Regions from separate parts of the Sus scrofa genome. Here region 1 is linked to region 2. A link is a contact called in public Hi-C data. All regions are on one chromosome and are shown on one strand. Each heading gives the region's core, a stretch centred on a gene start, on an enhancer-like site or on the middle of the called end of the contact. The rest is flanking DNA. Distances are from core to core; before and after follow the strand shown.

Evidence for each region. Hi-C and Micro-C count contacts between places; a contact is called where the count stands out from the background.
Region 1: a contact with region 2 is called in a Hi-C map of skeletal muscle, with 4 times the contacts expected there. The contact joins the enhancer-like site here to the promoter of GCK in region 2. A contact is called at or near these places in 5 of 5 promoter capture datasets (fetal liver, fetal skeletal muscle, liver and 1 more), 25 of 47 Hi-C or Micro-C datasets (adipose tissue, alveolar macrophages, blood and 14 more) and 2 of 2 datasets of contacts at active chromatin or transcription factors (alveolar macrophages and skeletal muscle).

What each region holds. Positions count from the first base shown.
Region 1 is chr18:51,092,890-51,100,058 of Sscrofa11.1, reverse strand. It overlaps the pseudogene LOC110257529. Among named protein-coding and RNA genes, the nearest start is that of POLM, 19 kb to the right of the region's middle. Within about 2 kb of position 3,973, at least 32 of the 83 cell types and tissues checked have an H3K27ac peak or open chromatin away from gene starts, as enhancers often do. A contact at or near this core is called in adipose tissue, brain, fetal liver and 6 more, where this site is marked.
Region 2 is chr18:50,972,926-50,980,495 of Sscrofa11.1, reverse strand. It overlaps GCK (glucokinase), which reads right to left and starts at 1,329. Exons shown (of 10, transcript XM_013985832.2): 1 at 675-1,329. The coding sequence starts at 719.

The sequences.
Region 1 (7,169 bases), core at 2,724-5,223, 120 kb before region 2:
AAGAGAGAGCTTTCCAGGCCCAGAAGTTTTCGCTGGTGAGTTCTATTTTTTTCATATGTTTTCATCTTTTTTTATTTTAAGTGAGAATTACTACTATTTTTAATATTTATTTATTTATTTACTTTTAAGGGCCGCACCTATGGCATATGGAGTCTCCCAGGCTAGGGGTCCAACAGGAGCTACAGCTGCTGGCCTATGCCACAGCCACAGCAACGCAGTATCCGAGGCTCATCTGTGACCTGCACCAGAGTTCATGGAATGCCCTGATCCTTAACCCACTGAGCGAGGCCAGGGATTGAACCCACAACCTTGTGTTTCCTAGTCGGATTCATTTCTGCTGTGCCCTGATGGGATCTCCTGGTGAATTCTATTAAACATTTAAAGAAGAAAAAATAATTCTACACAATATATCTTCCAAAAAACAAAAGATGAGGGAACACTTCCCAGCAATAACAATACCAAAGCCAGATGAAGGCAGTACAAGAAAACTAGAGACCAATATCCTTCATTAGCAAAGACACACATATCCTCAACAAAATACTAGCAAGACAAACGCAGGAGCATATAAAAAATAACACTACACCAAGACTAAGTGGTATGTACCCCAGGAATGCAAAGCTGGTTTAATATTCCAAAAACCAACCAATGCTAACTGCTAAAGAAGAAAATAACCATGACCATGTTACTTGATGCAGAAAAAGCATCTGACAAAACCCAACACCCATTTGTTATGAAAACTCTCAGAAAACTAGTAACAGAAGTAAATTTCCTTAACCTGATCAATGGTACTTACAAAAACTCTACCTATAACATTATAGTTAATGGTGAAACACGGAAATTTAAAGTGGGAAACAAAGATGTCCACTCTCATTATGCCTAAGCAACATAGTTCTAGCCAGTGCAGTAAGACAAGAAAAAAAAAAAAAAAAGGCAACCAGATCATCAGATCACGAAAGGAGAAATGAATTTATTCTTATTCACAGACAATGTGATTGTTTATGTGGAAGATTAAATGGAATCTACCAAAAATCTTTTAAAACTAAAAGTGAGTTCTGCAAGGTTTCAAGGTCATCACATGAAAAATCAATTGATTTTTATGTGCTAGCAAGAAACAACTGGAAAAGGAAACACAATTTTATAATAGCTCCAGATAATGAAATATGTATGTATAAAGGTAATAAAACAAGTACTGGGTTTATATGTTGAAAACCTACTAAACTAGCAAGAAACCAAAGAAAGCCAAAGATGTTTCCCCAAATTGTCCTAAAGGTTCAGTGCAATTCCAATCAAGATCTCAAAAAATTACTTAATAAATAAAAACAAGCTGATTCTAAAATTTCTTTGGAAAGTCAAAGGAAACAGAATAGTCAAAACAATTTTAAAAAGAACAAAGTTAGAGGGCTCACACTATCTGACATTAAGCATTACTCTAAAATTCAAGTTAATCAACTTTAAATAGTACCTTTTTTTCTTTTTAGGGGCACACCTGCGGCATATGGAAGTTTCTGGGCTAGGGGTCGAGCTGGAGCTGGAGCCTAAGCCACAGCCACAGCCGTGCCAGATCCGAGCCACATCTGTGACCTACGCCACAGCTCGCAGCAACACCAGTTCCTTAACCCACTGGGCGAGGCCAGGGATCAAGCCTGCATCGTCAGGACACTATGTGAGGATCTTAACTACTGAGCCATAAGAGGAACTCCTAAATGGTATTTTTGAAGGAATAAACACAGAGGTAAATGGAATAGAGTCCAGAGATGGTTCCACATAAAAATAGAAAATTGATTTTTCACAAAGGCCCAAAGGCAATGAAGTAGAAAAAGGATGGTTTTTTCAACAAACGGTGCCAGAAAAAATTGGACATCCATACACAAATCAATGAACTTCGACCTAAACCTCACGCTTTAAACAAAAATTAATTTGAAATGAATTATAGGCCTAAATGTAACCTCTAGAAGAAAATAGTCAAATGTAAACATTTGCTTAGAAGAAAATAGACAAAAATGTTTGCAACTGGGGTCACTTGGGGCCAGAGACGTGGCCCAAAAGCATGAGGAAAAAAAAAAAAAACTGGTAAACTGGACTTCATCAAAATTTAAAAGATCTGCTCTGAAAAATACACTGGTAAGAGAAGGAAAAGATAATCTACAAACTGGGAGAAAATATTTACCAATCATATAACTAACAAAGGACTTACATACAGTATGCATAAAGAACTCAAAATTCAACAGTAAGAAAACCAGCAATTCAATTTTTTTAAAGTAAGCCAAAAATCTGAGCAGACACTTTACCAGAGAGAATATATAGATGGTTAGTTAGCCAGTGAAAAGCCGGTCAACACTGTAGATACTCAGGGAATGCAAATTAAAACCACAGTGAGCCACTGCTATACACCATAGAGTAGTTAAATACTGAGAATATAAGTGTTGGCAAGGATACAGAGCACCTGGTGACTGGTGAATGTCTAATTCACACGTGTGGCTTTCCTCACTAGCGCACTGCAAAGTGATACGGGCCCAAGGGAAAACAACATGGCACTCGCTTATAAAGTTAAACATACACTTACCATATAACATGGTAATGCTATATCTTATTACTTACCCAAGAGAAATGAAAAGCTATGTTCACACAAAAACCTGTATACACTTGTTCTATTCATAACCACTAAAACCTGGAAACAATTCAAATGTTCAATAGGTGAATGGGAAACTGTGGACTATCCATGGCACAGAATATTATGCAAAAAGAAAGAAGAACAGATGAATCTCAAAGGCATTACGCTGAATAAGAGAGACCAGACTCAAAAGGTTACGTATGGTCTGGCTCCACTTATATGACACTTGGAGAAGGCAAAACTCTAGGGACACTGAAATATCAGATGCATGGATTTGTAATGGGAGAGCTTATGATCACAATAAAACAGATGAGCAGCTGTCCTGATTTTGATGGAGATGAATGGGCCTAAAGGTGTGATAAACCTGTGCACCAGAAGAGTCCATTCTACTGTGTGTTAATTTTAAAAATACAGTTTTTATGTGGCGATTGGCCAGGAAAGTCCACACCTGACAAAGAAATTTTCGAGTGGGAAGAGTAACTTTGGTGGATGGTACAGCAAAGCCAAATGCCCTAAGGCGAGAGCACACCTGGAGATTTGAGGAGCAGAGGATACCATGCAGCCAGCCCCACTCAGGAGGAGGGTGAGGGTATCTGGGACAGTTCAAGTGGGAGAGCAGTGACGAAGGTATGCACCCGGCTTATCACAGGGCAGTAGGGTTTGGGGCGGGGTTCAGGGTGGGCAGTGTAGGAGCTAAGGCCAGTGGGGGCATGGGTGAAAACAGAAATGCTAGGGCCCTGGGGGCCATGGTGAGGACTTTGGCTTTACTGAGGTGTGGGGAACTGCTGGATGGCTTTGAGCCAGGAGTGACAGATACCATGTGACCTGCTTTTCAGACTTTTGAAACCAGACTTAAAGGCAAAAAGGCAGAGACAGGCAGTCTGGTTGGGAGATGTGGGCCTAACCCAGCAGGAGGTGGTAGGTCAGCACTGGAGGTCCTCTTTCTCCCACCTCCCTACTCCTCGGCTACCTCTGGCTCCAGATGCCCCTGGAACACCCTTTAGTGCCCCCGCAAAGACTCCTAGCAGGCAAGACCCAGACTCCACCTCTGAGCTCAGAGACCCCAGGGCTAGAAGTCGAATTGGACATATTGTGCAAAGCCCTTGCCATCTACCCAGGCTCAGTAACAAGCCCAGAAACAAAGCTCCATTCAGTTCTTACTCACAGGAGAGGAGCCAGAGACCTCTGGCCCAGGACCACAGAGCTAGGAGAGCTCTGTAAAAAGTTAATAAACAAAACACTCAATTAAGAGTGGGGAGACCAGAAGGGGGAGCTCTTATGCCCTGCAGCCACAGCAGAGCCCAACAGGAAGAAGAAACATTCTCTATCCTGGCAACAACTCAGCCAATGAAAAAAACGTGGACTCTGTGTCCTACGGTCCCCCTGCCCCCTGCTTCCCTTGCCACGTGGGGACTTGCATGTGGCTCGCCATGATGGCAGACTGTGAATTGCAGTTCTCTGCTGATCTCAAATAAACCCATTTTTGTGGAAGAAATAACTGGCAGTTTTTTTATTCCAACACTTTGGTGACTTGCACAGGGATCCAGAGGAGACCCCCAACAGGCTGGTAAGTGAACAGGTGCAGTGCGCATGAAAGGCCACTGCTGCTCACTGATTTCCTCATTGATCCTGGAATTCAAAAGTATTTCTTTCTCCTGGGTCTGAGCCTCCACCCTCTGCATTTTGAATCTCTCCAAGCTTTAGCTGGCATCTCCCAAGCTTTAGCTGGGATCTATTTTTTATCCTTTCTGGTTAAGGCCCTGTTCTGTACTTGAGTACTCATTTGGAATTTCAGTCTCATTTTGAAATCAGACTGCTCCAATTGGAGCCGGCTAGCCTTCAGCCCATTCCTTTGGGAACAGAGGCTATATTTCATTGGAACTGTGCCAGTTCAGCCTTCAGGCCATTCCTTTGGAATAGGGGTTGTTCTATGGGAACACTGCTGAGATGCCATCTGCTGGCTCTGCTAGGACCAACCTGTTCCTTTAGAACTGGCTGGTGTTAGGCCAGCAGGCTGTTTGAGATATTTGAACTGTTTGAGCTATAAGCTGTTTAAGCTGTAAGCTGCTTGAGCTGTTTAGGCTTTTTAAAAATTCTCTTAGAGAAAGACCTCTGAGAAATGAGATCCCAGTTACCTAAATATTTTGAGGGCACCTCCCCACCACAGGGACTCTGGCCGATATTATGTTGAAAAACTGCAGTCATTCCTTCTGAGAATTTCTAACCAAATGGACCAGCCTAACCAAAGGCAATTTAGCATGTCAATGGCCATGATGGGGAATTTTTTAACTGTTCAAACCTATTTTTCTTAAGACCAAAGTGGACAACCAGAGCCCTAAAATTTCCCTAACTGAATGGAATGCCTATTTGGATTGGTAGCTTGAGGCTTCCAAACATGATCAGCAGCCTAAAATTGATTTTATGCAAAATAAGACTTGGAGACTGGGGCAAACAAATGACTTAAAAGATGATGTGGTTCCCAGAGCCTCAGGCTCTTCCTCCTCAGCTTGTCTCCGGTTCGCCTCCCACACCATCCTGTCTTTCCCTGAGCCCCACGTGCTGATGCCCACCTCTGGGCCATCTCCCTCTTCTACCCCACCCCACCTACACCTGCTCTAGAGCCCCCAGTTCCCCTACACTAATCCTCTCTCTGAATTTCCTTTTTTCTCTCAAACTCTCCCCACTTTTCCTCTGAACCTATCAGAGCCTGTCTCTTTAAATTTAAGCCTTCTGAGGATCCTAAAGAAACTAAAACCTTAATTTTGTATATCCCCTGGATGAAAGCTGAACTGTGAGCCACAGACAAAGATTTTTCCAAAGTAACCAAAGATCCTCACAGATGTGCTGAGGAATTTAATACAGTCATTCAAACTCAGAAACTGGTTTGTCTGACTTCTATCAGCTAGTTCCTATGCTTGATGGTGAAGGCCAGGCCAGCACTGGATGAAAACCACTAACTGGGGAAATCCTGAAAGGCCTCCAGCCTGTTAACTTAATATAGGATCAGGCTCAGGCAACTGCTAGGCAACTTCATGGGGCAATTCCTACAGCTTTTCCAAAGCCTGTTGATTGGAACAAAATACAGGTTTCCACACAAAAACTTAATGAATGTGCCCATGATTATTATAACCGATTTCAGATTTTTAAAGAAAATTCTGGTCTTCCTTCAGGTGTTAATTCTACCCAGACAGCTTTTAACTCTATGTGTATGAGGAGGCGGAAGCAAGACCCTTCCCTTCTAGCAAAAAAGGACCAGGATGAAATGGGAAACTCCGCCCACCCCAGGTTTAATTAATCTGGCAAAACAGCTCTCACACTCCAGGCGAGGCACCTAAAAGGGAAATGGCTCTTCCCTTTCGGGGCCACCGCTGAAGCGCCAGTGGCCAAAATGAGGTTCAATCCCTTGTGACCTCTGATTGAAGCAAGAACCGTAAAAGGCATTTCAATGCACCTCCCACATTCGCAGGAAGATTATGTCTTTCCAAAGAGCTGAGACACAAGTACAACGTCTGATCCATGCCCATCCGAAAGGACGATGACGTTCAGGTTGTACGAGGGCACTACGAAGGGCAGCAGGCTGGCAAAGTCCAGGCTGACTGGAGAAACCGCGTCATCTACACTGAATGAGTGCAGTGGGAGAAGGCTCATGGCACAACCGTCCATGTGGGCATTCACCCCCGCGGGGTGGTTGGTGACCACCAGACTAAAACTGGACAAGGATCACAAAAAGACAAATGCCACATCTCGCCAAGCAGGAAAGGAAAAGGCAAATATAAGGAAGAAACAATTGAAAAGATGCAGGAATAAAATAATCTTGTATAGAACTTTCATTAAAAACTTAAAATGAAAATAATAGGTGGGGGGGGGGGTGGCTAAAATTCTTTCTCTTCTAATCCAGCCAATGAAGGCTCCTAAATGAAACCCAAACCCTCCTAGCTTCTGCTGTTATTGCAAAGAGCCAGGACTTTGGGAAAGAGGTTGTGATAAACTGAAGCGCTTCAGGCACCTTCAGCCTTCCAACCAGCCTTGCCAATGTCTTCTCAGTTCTCCATGATGGGGCTCCAAGGACCTACAGGGGTTCTTCAATCCTCCCTCTTCACTGGCTTAGAGAAACATTTCTCCAGATTGGGGGCGAATCACCTCTAGTCCTAGCTGACACTGCAGCCACTCTCAAGGCTCAGCCTCACTACTACAAAGCAGCCCCTGGCTCAGGGTAACCAGTTCAGAGAGGGGGGCTCTCCCGGGAACTTTAAGAGGCTCCTGTCTCTGAACCTGTTCCATTCTATTTAGGCCCTTCGAGATGTCACACGCTCTTTTCTCCTCAGTTCCTCAACCTCTCTCCATGCCTCAGGCTGAGACTTCTCAGAGAAGTATGGTGCCAGAATTTCTTTCTCCCAAACGGGAGAAATAATTCCAGAATTTTCAGTAGTCAAAGTAACCTGGCAGATGAATTCAGTGACCTTTTGACATCTCTGATTTGCTCCATCTCTGATGATACTACAGCTGATTCTGGAAACAGATCATTTGTCCCTAAATCAGTTACCACCCTCCTTATAGA
Region 2 (7,570 bases), core at 80-2,579:
TCATTTCACCCAAGGAGAAGAAACGGCAGGGGAGGAGGAAACCACGCCGGAGGGACTGGCCGCGGGCCCTTTCCTCCAACGCCTCCGCCCAGCCCGGCTTGGAGGAGCGGCCTGCTCTCCCCGCCACCCTGCCGCCAGCTCTGGCTCCTCTGCGCACTGCTTGGGCACAGGGCTGCCCCAGAGGACGTCTGGATTTTTCTTGGTTTTGGAAAATGTAACTCTCTCTGCTCCTGGCCTGGAGCAATGGGCCTCAGGCTCCTGAGCAAGAGAGCTCTCTTCGGGGAAGCCTGGCTTTCTGAGCCTTTCCATGATGACTGTAGGGTCTTGCTTCTGCCCCTAAGCAAGTGGGTTCTACCCCCAAGATCCCAGGCCCCAAGCTCCCCGGCTGGGGCTCTAAACTTCCCAGACCCTTTACGGAGTGGGGGTCACCTCCCAGGCCTCCTGGCAGCCTGTGCCTTCTAGGTCACAGGGCCGGAGTCTGGAGCCCTGGAGAAAGGACCTGGTCTGCCCAACAAAGTTAGCGCCACACAATTCACCCCAAGTGGATCGTCCCTAAAGCAGCTACACATACGGTCAGATACCAAGGAGCAGACACTTGTCCAAGCCAAACAAGCCCCTGGATGGAGGAGAGTATGAGAAACCCTTGTAGAAAACCAGAAGGGGCAGAGACCTACCTTTTCCTTCTTGGCGCTCTCCATCCTGGCTCTGTCATCCAGCATCTGTACTGCAGCCAGCCCGTGGGAGCTGGGACCCCTCTGCGTTCCCCAACAGGCTTCCAAGGCAGAAATAGCCCCAGCTTCTTCCAGGTGAGTGGCACGGCCAGCCTGGGTGTCTGGGAGAATAGGGCCCACCCTCTGGCTGGACTCTGGCTTGAGGTTCAATCACAGAGTTTCCTCCTTTTCATTGTTCTCCAGCAAGCCTGAGAGCCTCCCCTTCTGGGTCGCAGCCGGGACCCTTCCCCACGGAGGCCTCGTCAGGCTGGGTGTGGCCAGGGCAGGGCCATCGCCGGGCTCCAGGGCTGGTCAGGGCTGGTCAGCTTTTTCTCTGGGCTGTGCTGATCTCTGACGGCGTGGTGTTCTCTTAATAGACTCAGCAGACTCTTTCTCTGAGGGGCAGCGTTTGAGTAATTAGGCTGCAGGCGACTGTGTTTCTCTCTCACACCCCAACCTGTTTCCCCAAGGCTCAGTCACTGCCCAACACTTCCTGCTCCAACCAGGTGTGGATGGGAAATTCTCCTGCCAGGGCTTTCTGTGCTCCCGTGAGGGCCCACACTGCCATGGCAACCAGGAGCAGGCCTCTGCGCTCACACCCTCCAGCCTCCACAGGGCTGACCATCCTGTCATTAGAGCTGCCATGCAGAAAACTGGGCCTCCATTCCCATCGCCATAGCAACAGCCCAATCGCCTTATCATCGCAGACTTTGCCACCTGCACAGTTCCCATGGCAGGGTCACAGGGTCTTCCAAACTCACGACCTAAAAAGTAGAGGCCCCATGAGTCTAAGAACCAGAGGAGAGGGAGTGGATAGCTTGGCCACCAGCATTGCCACATGTGCCCAGACCACCCTCGAGCTTTGGTCACTGCCTTCCCGGCCTGAGCTGGGATCCCGCAGAAGGAGCAAGGAGTGCCCGGTGGGACCTCGCCAGATGGATGTGCTGTAACATTTTTAAACCAACTTCCTGTTGATGGTCATCCGGGCAGTTTCAGTTTTTTTTCTGTTATAAATCTTGGTCTTTCACCAAGATTTTTTGTTTGTTTCATGAACACATGCACATGTTTCTTTTGGATGGTTCCTAGAGGCTGAATTGCTAGATCAGATGCTGTGCACGTTTTGTGATTGTGCAACAGGACTGCATTGGCCCCTCAAATGGTTTCACCAATTTATGAGTCCTTCCACTTTCATTAGGAGTTTGGCTACTTACTGGCCAAAACTTGAGATGAAGAATCTTTCTGATTTTTGCCCATCACTGCCATTTGAATTGCATAAGGGCTGGACACCTTTTTCACATGTTTATGGTTATCTGTCTAAGGATGATTCGTTTATATTAACTGTTATATATTATATAATATATGACATTATATATTAACTGTTTTGTCACTGAATTGTCTTCTACTTCTCAATTTGTATGAACTATTTTTATATTCCATCAATAAGATCTATTAATACTCTGCTTGTTAAATATGCTATAATTATAATACCTCCCCCAGCTGATTGACCTATGCACACTGAGGTATATGAAATAATTGGCCAATGGAGACTTGCTGTATAGCACAGAGAACTCTACCCAATATTCTGTGATCATCTATGTAGGAAAAGAATTTGAAAGAGAATGGATGTGTGTACATGCATAACTGAATCACTTTGTTATCACAATCTTGTAAATCAACTCTACTCAGTAAAACTTAAAAAAAGAAAAAAAACCCTCTTCCAGTCTACTGCTAAACTTACAGCTTGATCAGTGGTGTCTTCCGTCATACAGAAGTATTTCTTTTTTTCTGAATCTCAGTCTTGGCTTTCTTTTTTTTTTTTTTTTTTTTTTTCAGCTGGTGTCTTTAAGAAAAGCATTTCCCACCCAAAATTAGAAAAATGTTCTTCCACACTTCCTTCTAATATTTTTCCAAAATTTTTAAACATTTAACACTTTGGCCCCTCTAGAATTCGCTAGTGTATAGTAACAGCTAGGAGTCTAATATTTGTTGGGTAGGCTAGCCTCTCTCCATTGATTTGTATTGTGGACTGCGCCACAGTTTGTGCTCCACTATTGTAATTCTCTGTTCTGAGGGAATGGCTCAGCTCTGATCACCTCGCAGGTGTGATCATAAGCCAGCAGACCAAGTCTGGAACCACAGCTATCAGAACACTTTGTGATCCCCTGGGAACTGAGGCCACAGTTGTAAGGAGCTGCTCCGAGGCCACCTCACATTCTCTTCCCCATCTGCCTGGGATTTCCCCAAATCTCTGGTTCCAAGATGTGAGGCTTTCTGCCCCTGCCCCTCGAGGTGCAGCTGTGTCTAGAATGGGCTTCCAGGAGTTCCCGTGTGGTTCAGCGGTAACGAGCCCACCTAGTATCCATGAGAATGTGCGTTCAATCCCTGGCCTCACTCAGAGGGTTAAGGATCTGGAATTGCGTTGAGCTTCCGTGTAGTTCGAAGATGCAGCTCAGATTTGGCATTGCTGTGGCTGTGGCGTAGGCTGACAGCTGCAGCTCTGATTCAACCCCTAGCCTGGGAACTGCCATATGGCATGGGTGTGGCCCCCCAAATAAATAAATAAATAGAATGGGCTTCCAGTCAGAAGTAAAGTTTTAGAGTGACTTGGGGTGCAGGCGTCCAGCCTCTTTGGGTGGGTGTCATCCTTTGCATGAGACAAGGATGGGAAGCAGTGGCCTTGGATGCTCTTCTACTCTTCTTTTTTTCATCTCTTCTCTCCTGCCTGTGTGCCTAACAGATTGTCTGAATGTAAAAGCAGCTCTTGATATTCTGCCTGCCTTGGCCTCAGCTCTGCCTGTGAGCTGGATATCTCTCTGTCCATTCCTGTGTTTCCCACACTTTTTCAGTGGGCACAATTTTTTAGTTTTTTGATATCCGTCCAGATAGGCATCCCCTTTTATTTTCCTACAAAATTTTCTTCACCATAAGCCTTTTATCTTTCATGTAAGTTTTAGAATCTATTCATCTCTTTTCACTAAAATAATGTTTTATTATTTTTCTCATATAGATCTTAAACATTTCTTAATTACTCCTAAAGAAAGGAAACATATTTATCAGAAGGAAAAATTATCATTATACCTGATTAAAATATTTATGATTCACAAAGTACTTTTCCATTCATTCTGTCATCTGATCAGTCTTGGGACAGTGGGCAGGGGTGTTATTATTTTTTTACCACTTTCATGAGTAGTGAAACTGGGAAGGTTCAAGGATTGGGCCGCAAAGGTCTGTGATGCTCACTGTTCCCCAAGGACAGGGGCCAAGGCAGTCCTCAAGCAAAGGTCCCCGGGCCTGCTGCAAAGCCCTGCCCTCCCTGATCACAAATGACTGAAAGAAACGTCATCTGATCCAAAGGGTAACCATACTGCATACTGGTCACAGCCTTGGGGGTGGCCTCACAGGAGACTTTTAACCAATAGGCCCTACTTGAAACAACAGGAGGTTTTATGAGGGCCTGAAAGTGTCAGAATTTCTGAGCATTCAAAACTCCCAAAGGTACATTCCTGGAAGAATCTGTGGAGCAGGGAGGGGAGGGAGCCTCTTCAGAACTCCCCCCACCCCCGTTCCGGGACCTTGTGCTGCGTGCCTTTCCCCACTTTAAGAAGTTAGCATTTCCCACTTTTTAGTCATTCTCCTCCTGCCCTCTTTGTATTGTTCTAGAAGAGCTCACACAAACGTGTAATTCATCTATGTTTAACCAGGAATTTGTACTGATACTTGCTCCCAGGTTCACTGACCTTTTCAAACTGCGCAAATCCCACTGAGGCGTCCAAGTGTCCTGGCTTTGCTCTGATTGGACAGCCTGCTCTGCCAGTAGGGGGTATGGTCTGCATTGATTGGCTGAAGCCTAGGTCAGGTGCCTGTCTGTAGACCAATCTCTGCGGCAATAGGGACGGGCTTGTGTTGATTGGCTCAGACCTCCTACCCACGTGCCAGCGAGCGGAGCAGGCGGGGCTGAGGAGCGAACCCGGCTTCACAGTCCTCTTTGCGATGTTTTCTTTGTGTTGACTGCAATCTTGATTTTTGCTTTCAGAGGTCCTGGGGCCCGAGCTGACGTGGCCTCTCTGCCCCACCCGCCGGGCCTTTGCCTGGCCCCCGGCCCCCTTCCTGTTCTGCAGACTTTCTTCCACTCTCATCTCCACAGCGGTAAGGCAGCCTCAGGTCCATTAACCGGTCTAAATAAATGACCATGTGTCCAGAGTGGGCTACACATCCATCCCTAGACCCGAGTAGGGGAGGGGTGCCTGGTGGTAAAATACAGCTCCTGGGAAGCCCCTACACGAGGGGCAATTCGTGGGGGTGGGGGGGGACCCTTTATTTCAGGGAGCTCCCAGCTGGCTGGCTCCTGTCTTTCATGGCTGTGATCTCCAGGGTAAACCTTCTTATAGTACATGCCTGTTCTCTCCTGCTCTGACACCTCCTGTTCTCTCTCTGCTGGTGGCAGAGCCATGTCTGTGCCTGTCTTCTCTGTGACTTGGAGAACCTGGTGGGAGCACAGAACATCTGGGTGAGCCATTGCGATAGTAAGCAGTGTTCCTGGGGACTGGTCTGCTGATGGCATCAAGCCTCTGCTCCTTAGACTTGGTGAACTACCAAGGAGGAGCAAGGGAGGAAAAATTCTCCTCTGCCCTCTGGGCCTCCAGCTGGGCCTAAAGATTAAACTGACATTAGCAGGAGAAACGCATAAGAGTTTCATTTAAATGTTTACTGATACATTGGAGCCTTCACAAGAGAATGAAGATCCAAAGACATGACCAGAGAAAACGCTTTTATACCTTTATGAAAGAAACTGTAAATTTGTGAAGGGGTGGTGGGTAGGGAGAGTAAATTGAGGGGAAGTGACTAGGGAGATGAGGGCTGGTTTAACAGGGTTGGTTTGTACAGATTTCTCTTGGCCTCCATTCATCTCTGGTGATAGGAATAGCTTCCTTCCTCCTGGTACAGAGAGGGTACTTTTCACACAGAAGTTTAATCTCCTGCTTCAGGAATAAATCGAGGATCAGGAGTTTCCATTGTGGCTCAGCGTTAACGAACCCGACTGCTATCCATGAAGACGCAGGTTTGATCCCTGGCCTTGCTCAGTGGGTTAATAAGGATCCAGCGTTGCCCTGAGCTGTGGTGCAGGTCACAGACGTGGCTCAGATCCAGCGTTGCTGTGGCGTAGACCAGCAGCTGTAGCTCTGATTTGACCCTTAGCCTGAGAACTTCCATATGCTGCAGGTGTGGCCATAAAAAGAAAAAAAATAAATAAATAAAAATAAAAATGAGGACCAGAGAGCCCTTCTTGCATCTGCTATTTCTCAAAGAACTCAAAATAATCAGTATGTCAAAGTGTCATATTCAAGGTGACATGCTCTGAACTCCTTTGGAGGCCTGACCACATCGGTTGCCCATTTTTGAATGGCTGGGTTCCCCCTGGGCTGGGCCTCCTGGGGTGTGCCTCTCTCCCAGCTTTTATCCACCTCCCTAGAGGGTTCTGCTCTGCAGCTAAACCAAGCACTTTCTGTGAGCTGAGCAAAGCCTGGAAGGTGGGTGGCTGCCTGCCTCACTCTGTGGGGGCAACTTAAGGGACCTCAAGCATTTGTCATGGACAAACGAGCTGCAGATGGATGAGCTGGTCCTCTAGAGCCCAGCTCACTAGGGCGGCCTGGACTCCAGAGGGCTGTGCCACCCCCTCACCTGTGGATGCTGCATGCAGAACGTCAGCCAGTCTTCCCTGCAATTTTTTCTATCCCCATAATTTCGGACTTACAGAACAGCTGCAAGAACAGTACAGTAAACTCCTGGATACCCTTCATCCTGACTCTTTAAATTTACCATATTTGGGAGTTACTGCCGTGGTGCGGCGAAAAGGAATCTAACTAGTATCCATGAGGATGTGGGTAAGATCCCTGGCCTCGCTCAGTGGGTCAGGGATCCGGCATTGCCATGAGCTGTGGTGTAGGTCGCAGGTGCAGCTTGGATCTCGTGTTGCTGCGGCTGTGGAGGCCGGTAGCTGTAGCTCTGATTTGACCCCTAGCCTGGGAACTTCCACATGCCGCAAGTGTGGCCCTAAAAAATAAATAAATAAATAAATAAAAATAAATACATAAATTTACAATATTTGCTTCCCCCTCCATATATATTATAAATACTTCTGGACCCTTTGAGAGCCCACTGCAGACATGACATCCCTTTACCCCTCGGTACTTGTGTTTATTTCCTAAAACCAAAGAATTCTCTTACATAACCACAACACCATGATTGAAATCAGGAAATTAAAACAGATACAATACTATTCTGCAATCTATAGGCCTCTAACAAATTTAAGCCTGTGGCCAAAATCTCCATTTCCCACAGCCTGTAACCTACGGTGACCTCTCCTCCTGTTTGTCATGAATGATAACGACACATATAATCATTGCTGTTGTTACTTATTAAACATCTACTATGACCAGAGCTTGGAATATAATGTCTTATCATTTCCAGCAACAAGATATTTTTCCAGTTTTGCAAATGAAAGAGAAACCATAACCAGAGAGGTTAATGGTTTGTTCACTTTTGTGGTTTGGTGGTTTGTGGCAGGGCTGGGACTGAATCCAAGTTGGGGTGACAGCTGGAGGGACGGAATGGAAGGTGGGTCTTGCTTCTGAGAAAGATGGATGAACGTGGGGCGTTTGTAACCACTTTGGCCAAGTTAGTTTTTCTGGGGGGATGGAGGCTGAGCAAGGGTGAGAGGAGGGAGAGAGCTGCTAGGGTGGAGCTGGCTATGAGTTTGTTATGTGGTTTCGTGTTGGTATGTGCGTCTTACTAGCGATCTCCTTAACCTGGGTCTCAGTTTCTATGTCTCTAAGGTGGTATATCGTCCTCTGTTTTTGTGA